Linked DNA regions of Sus scrofa: region 1 is linked to region 2. A link is a contact called in public Hi-C data. All regions are on one chromosome and are shown on one strand. Each heading gives the region's core, a stretch centred on a gene start, on an enhancer-like site or on the middle of the called end of the contact. The rest is flanking DNA. Distances are from core to core; before and after follow the strand shown. Region 1 holds the start of MLLT3 (protein AF-9). Region 2 overlaps FOCAD (focadhesin).

What was found. Hi-C and Micro-C count contacts between places; a contact is called where the count stands out from the background.
Region 1: a contact with region 2 is called in a Hi-C map of adipocytes, with 3 times the contacts expected there. The contact joins the promoter of MLLT3 here to the enhancer-like site in region 2. A contact is called at or near these places in 5 of 5 promoter capture datasets (fetal liver, fetal skeletal muscle, liver and 1 more), 28 of 47 Hi-C or Micro-C datasets (adipocytes, alveolar macrophages, blood and 16 more) and 2 of 2 datasets of contacts at active chromatin or transcription factors (alveolar macrophages and skeletal muscle).

The regions. Positions count from the first base shown.
Region 1 is chr1:202,315,889-202,318,796 of Sscrofa11.1, forward strand. It overlaps MLLT3 (protein AF-9), which reads left to right and starts at 1,570. Exons shown (of 11, transcript XM_013993522.2): 1 at 1,570-2,247. The coding sequence starts at 2,065.
Region 2 is chr1:202,000,553-202,003,536 of Sscrofa11.1, forward strand. It overlaps FOCAD (focadhesin), which reads right to left. Exons shown (of 43, transcript XM_021063120.1): 27 at 528-617. Among named protein-coding and RNA genes, the nearest start is that of HACD4, 120 kb to the left of the region's middle. Within about 2 kb of position 1,354, at least 1 of the 83 cell types and tissues checked has an H3K27ac peak or open chromatin away from gene starts, as enhancers often do.

The sequences.
Region 1 (2,908 bases), core at 320-2,819, 320 kb after region 2:
GTGGTAGGGTAGGGAGGCAATGGCAATGACGGTGATCAGGAGTTAAAAACCAGTCCCAGACACCATTCCCATGCGTCCCTTTTTACACTTCATCAACCATTTTATTCGATATGATAATGTCAATTGCTTTTCTTTTCTGCTTCTCAAAAACTAACCCTATGGTGCCTCACAATATGCTAAGTACTACAGTATGAATTTTGGTAAGATAATTGCTTTTTGAAGAAATAAATGGTTTTTATCTCTCATCACTTCCATTTAATTTTTTTTTTTTGGAAAAAGTTTGTCTCAAAATTTATTTGCAAAATATTTTCTGTAATTAAATCGTCAAGAACCCAAAGGGTTGTTTCATGCTTGTTGTACTTCACCTAAAGTGCAAAGATCTTCAGGTATGATGGATAGAAAATTAATCTGCTGTTTTTTCTGTTTTGATTGCTTTTAATTAATAGTTTATTAGATTATGTTATAAATAATATATTGAAAGATTGACATAAATTCTTTTGCCCAAAAGTTGAATCTCAGTATTCAGGATTGCCTTTTCTTTTCCCTCCGGTCTTGGTCTTTTTTGTTTTAACGAGGTCACGTAAGGACGTCCGTGGAAGGGCTCCGTGCGCCATCTACTGACAGAATCTATTTTTCCAGGGTCTGGAGAAAGAATTACCCCTAAAGGTTTTTAAAAGCATTCTTTGAGAAAGGAGGAATAATGGGAAAAGAACCTTTCTTTGATCCCATGGTTTACTTGTGATTCCTGGAATAAATCTTATTCAGCAGACACATAATTCCGAAAGGAGACATTCTTCCCTCATTGCGAGTACAAGTTACAGAGAAAATTCCAAGACAGCCCGGTTGGTGTTGCTAGAAGTTAGCCAAGCCCTGAAGTCAACTCAAAGGAAGAATGGATTGTTGTTTTTTACCTGCGTGCTAAGCTAGACTCGTTGCCTCATGGTTGCCACCTTCCAGAAAGTGGCCTTATTAATGGCACATCCAGATAACAATCACTTTCCTATCTTACGACTCCAAAGGACTTCTAATTTGATTATTCTATCTAAAAATGCAATAATGCATAGCAAGTACGTCCACTCTTCACGTAGACCCTAACATACAGCTTGTCTATGTGTGTGTAAACTTAGTCCGTATACACACACAGACACACATACACCTAAAAAATATTATGCATATATGTACATGTGGGTCTAAGAAATCTAAGAGAAGTTTAAGCTTTTGGCCTTGGACTAAAATGTTTCTATCCTCAGCTGTTTTCTACATTACATGCTAAATCCAATAGAAGGGTGGGAGGAATTAGGGTCCTAAAGCAGAAGAGGTTTTCTTGGTTGTAACTGGGGGAGAGGAGAGCATCAGTTTTAGGGGTTCAACGCACTGAAGCCGGAGGCTTGGATTGTAAATTAAAATTGGTCCGAACCGGTCAGATCTGATTCCGATTAGCTCCCTGTGAGCAGCTGGGAGAACTGAAAAATTAACATTAAGGATCCCAGGTGCCCCGGCTAACCTCTTTCCCCCTATTGTGCTTGCTCCCTTTAATTCAATGGCCCATACAACTTGTTTTGGTGGTTTTAAGAAAAAGGAAAAGAAGAAAGCAAGAAAGTTGAGCCAAAAAATGCAAGACAGGGCAGATAAAGAAGGCAGGTAGAAGAGAATAAAGCCAAAGGAAAGACTGAGAAAGAAGGAGATGAGGGAAAAAGGGAAGAAAAGAAGAGCAAAAAAGGAATGTGGGCTATAGGAAGATGCAGGGATCTTTCTTTAACGAACCGAAGTTACAGCTATCTTTCACTTTCAAATCAATTGTCTAGATCTTATCCGTTTCCTTTGTAAAGGTTGTCTGCGCTGCTAAAGGAAGCTAGTTAGTACTCCTACTCCGCCCCACGCGTGGCTGCGCTGTTCTATCCCCCGCCACTGAGAGCAAGTTCAACCCAAGTGAGAAGCATCGCAGGAGCGCGACTTTGGGAACACTCCAGCGACTGGTTGTCACTCGGGAACCTAACAGGATTAATACCCGGAGATGGATTACGCTGTCTGTCACCAATTCGCCTAAAGATTATAATCCAATTTATGCCCATTACAGTCAGTATTAACTTTATCTGCTATTTTAAGACTCCCAGTTGTCCCTGGCGTTCTCAGAGGACAATCTTCCACGTTCTGATGCAACCCAGCAGGCTGTCAGGAGGGGCAACCTCCCCAAGAAAACAACTCCTAGCCTGGTCCCCGCGGGTCTGCACCCAGCAGCACTCCCAGGTATCTATCTCACCTTCACCTGGGCACTGCTTTGTTATGCCTTCCAGCCGGGGATTACCAACGCGGGAGGCGGTCCCTGGGAAGGAAATTGCCGTCTTGTTTCTCTGGCTTGTTCATTTTAAAATTGTCGATGGCGGTGCAGGAAGGGAGGGGGTGAGTGGATAGGGAAGGGGGCCAGGGAATTGTTGCCGGTTATAACTGTCTCAGCGATTGCTTTTAGACGCTTGTTTGCAGGATGGCATTTCTCTCGCTCTGTCTTTAAATAAGTTTGTTTGGGTGTAATTTCTTGCCGTTTCAGCACAAAACCATAAAAAGATGTGGTGGAAAGTAAAAGAAACCCCCTTCCCTTCCCCGAGCGTGCTAACTAACGCCAAAGACTTGATTTAACGCCCCTTCTCGGGAGGCTGGGGGCTCTAGGCAGTGGCTACATTCCAGCAGTTTTAATCCGTTTTTTATTGTAGGGCGAGAGGAGTTTACACAGGGGCTGGGATGGTTCCCCAGCTGGCTGCTCTCCCCACCCCAGCGTCCCCTCCCCGCCCTTCTCCCCACCCCCAGCAGGAACCTGTTACTTTAAGCGAGGCGTTCCAGTGTGGCGGTGCTGGCCGCCAGGGCTTCGGGAGGTGGCCGGTGATTGGCTCTTTCGAGCTCCCCCTTGCTTGCT
Region 2 (2,984 bases), core at 104-2,603:
TTAGTTTAATAGACAAAATCTTTAAAAAGCATGAAGTTTGTGGCAGGAAAAAAAGAGGATCTATTAATACTGAATGGGTTGGGAACCTCTGGTGTAACTTGTTTGTTTCCATTTTGATTCCTCAGACTTTGGGTTTCTTAGGGAAATCCAAAACATGGGTCAAAGGCTCTCTTAGTCAAATCAAATTCAAAGAGTATTTCCAACAAATCTTTAGAAAGGTTAAGTCATAAGTACAAGTCTCCAGGTATCCTCGGATGATAAGAACAAAACGGAATCTAAGGTATTGGTAAACTTAATGACAGCCACAAAGTGACATTCGTTGCTTTGTACAGAAACAAACTGTCAATTTCTGAAACACGGTTTTCAGAACAAATAAGCTTTAATTACAGATTTTTTTATTATCAATGAAAACTCTGCACAAAGGTATTCATGGTTGGGTCCTACAAGTATCTCTCCACAGAATGCAAAATTTATAGTAAAGAAAGAACCAGTCTCTGAGTAACAGAGAGGAAATGGAATCAACATACTTGTATTCAAGACTAGTATCAAAGCAGCAATTTTCCAGAGCATCCAAAGACTTCATCAGAAGAAGTTTCATCTGCTGGCCAGATATATCACTAGGGAAAGACCAAGAGGGGAAACTGAATTATTTAAAATCATTCAAAGGTCCCAAATATTTACTATGTAATTATATTTTGCTCAGTATTTTATTGAAAATGCATTTCTTTAAAAAAACATAAAAGGAGCAAATAATAATATTGATCATTCACATATATTTTGAGACAGAGAGATGAGTCAGAGAATTCATTCAATAATTAGTTTTCTGAAGATTATAATCACTTGCAAACCTTAAAACCTTTTAATTTTTAGTTTAGTTTATTAACCCTAAAACTGCTACTTTTGCATTTTCTCAGCTCATTCAAATTTTAAATCACTGAAAAATAAGAACCAAGTTCAGAATTTTTAAAAAAAAATTTTTTTCTAAGAATGCTAAGGTGATTTTCTTCAGAACATTGACTAACCCATTGAGCTGATATTATCAATGATCATTCCAAATCTCTCTTGCAAAGACTATGACTTCTGATTTCCGGTCTCAAATGTAGGGGTTTTAAATTCTATTCTTTTTTTTTTTAATAAAAAGGTGAGTCTAGCCTTATATTTTTCTGTCTCTATACAGTAATTGATGTGGTTTTGGTAATTGTTTTAGTGAGAACTATGACTTCTAGGGTAAAATTAAACTTAAAAGGTAGCTCTACATCTGTTTTTTTGAGGCAGAGTTGTGGGCTTCATCACCAACACTTTATTATCAAGGGGTCCCTTCATGTCAGCTCTCCCGGTGCTGCCTCAGACCATGTTCAGTGGAATGCAGCCCCAGGAATGCCAGCCAGCCAGAGAGCACTTTAAATACTATCTTCTCCAACCAAGAGGATAGTGGTTTTGCCTAAGGTAAAGGATTTGCCTTTTGCAGTGAGAAAACACACACACGTGCACACACAATTTTAATAGCTTTTAACTAAGTCCTATTATAGTTCTCCAGAGTAAAGTAAACTTAAATATCCTAAACAAATGCTGAAGAGATCCTACTAGTCTCCTCTGGGAGTTCTGATAGAAGCAGAACTTGGAATAATATGCTTTTCTGAATAAATTCTAGACTGGAATTAAATTCAGTGCATTTTTCATAAGCCTCAGGAAAAAAAAAAAAAAAGGATTGACTGTCAACGTTCTTTTCTATAAAGGGATTTTTTTCCTTCTTGAGACCAGCATATTGTCCTAATCCTGTTCTCCTAAGGGGCCATTTTGGGCCACTTAATTTGACATTATTGGTTATTCAGAGTTAAGAGCCTTCAAAACATTTTAATTTTAGAAAAATAGACATTTTCTCCAAAAAAAGTCATTATCTGGTAAGACTGTCATTATGTGGTAAAATATTTATTAGTACCAAAAGGCAAATATTTCAGATTCCTCTGCTCTAAGAAATTACGAAGGTGGGAACCATGAATAATTATAATAATGGCTGCAGTTATTAATACACCAGCCCAAAGGAAAATGCTATCAAATCGAGGATCATTAGGGCAAAGTTAAAAATCTGCAATTATTCTGCCTTGGGAAGTGCTTCTTGGTGTCCTTCCCCAAGGTTTTCTGCAGGTATAAAGTAAAAGGAAGGCAACCTAGGAACAAGGGAAGGATACTTTAGGGGAGCCACCAAAGGTTTCGCCAGGTAGCATAATTAAGTTAACCACCAATGCAAGCTTGTCAAGCCCTATAACCAGCAGCATCTCCTCCTAAACTCATGAAGAAGGGGGCCAGGAGCCAAGAGAGGATGAAACAAGTTGCCTGGAATTACATGGTCCTGGCTCATTTTTAGCTGTAAAACATGTAGCTTGAAAAGATACTGAAGAAAGAGCATGAACACAGATGGTGAAGAGACTGCCATTTGTAGCATAGCAGCAGAGGGGAAAAAAAAATCACTTCCATGTCTTAAGTCTTTAAAAATACTTTTTGATCTGTCACACACATGAGATATGTAACAATCAATTCAAAGGCATAGGGCAGCTTTTTGTTCTTGTCCAGAACCAGACATACATATACTAATGCTGGTAAATAGAACAAAATGAATGTTCTGCAAGTGTTTCATTTATGATCACAAAGACTAAGCCAATCTTTCCAATCATCTGACAGATGTTTCCAAAGGCTGAAAATGATCATTTGAAATACAGTATTTCCCTAGATCAATAGCAGTTCTCATAAAGGTTTCAAGTATTGATTTTGCACAAAACTATGTAAATTACAAATGCAAACCTAACCACTGGTTTCAAACACTAAATCTGAATATAGCATAATGTCATCCAGTTTATCCACATCATCACAATTTCTTGTCTTTTGGACAGCCAATTTCTGCCAACTAGGGAAGCTTAAGGACATCTAACAGAACAGGATGCTTCTTACCTAGACCCTACTATTTCCAATGCAGGAAAATGGGACTA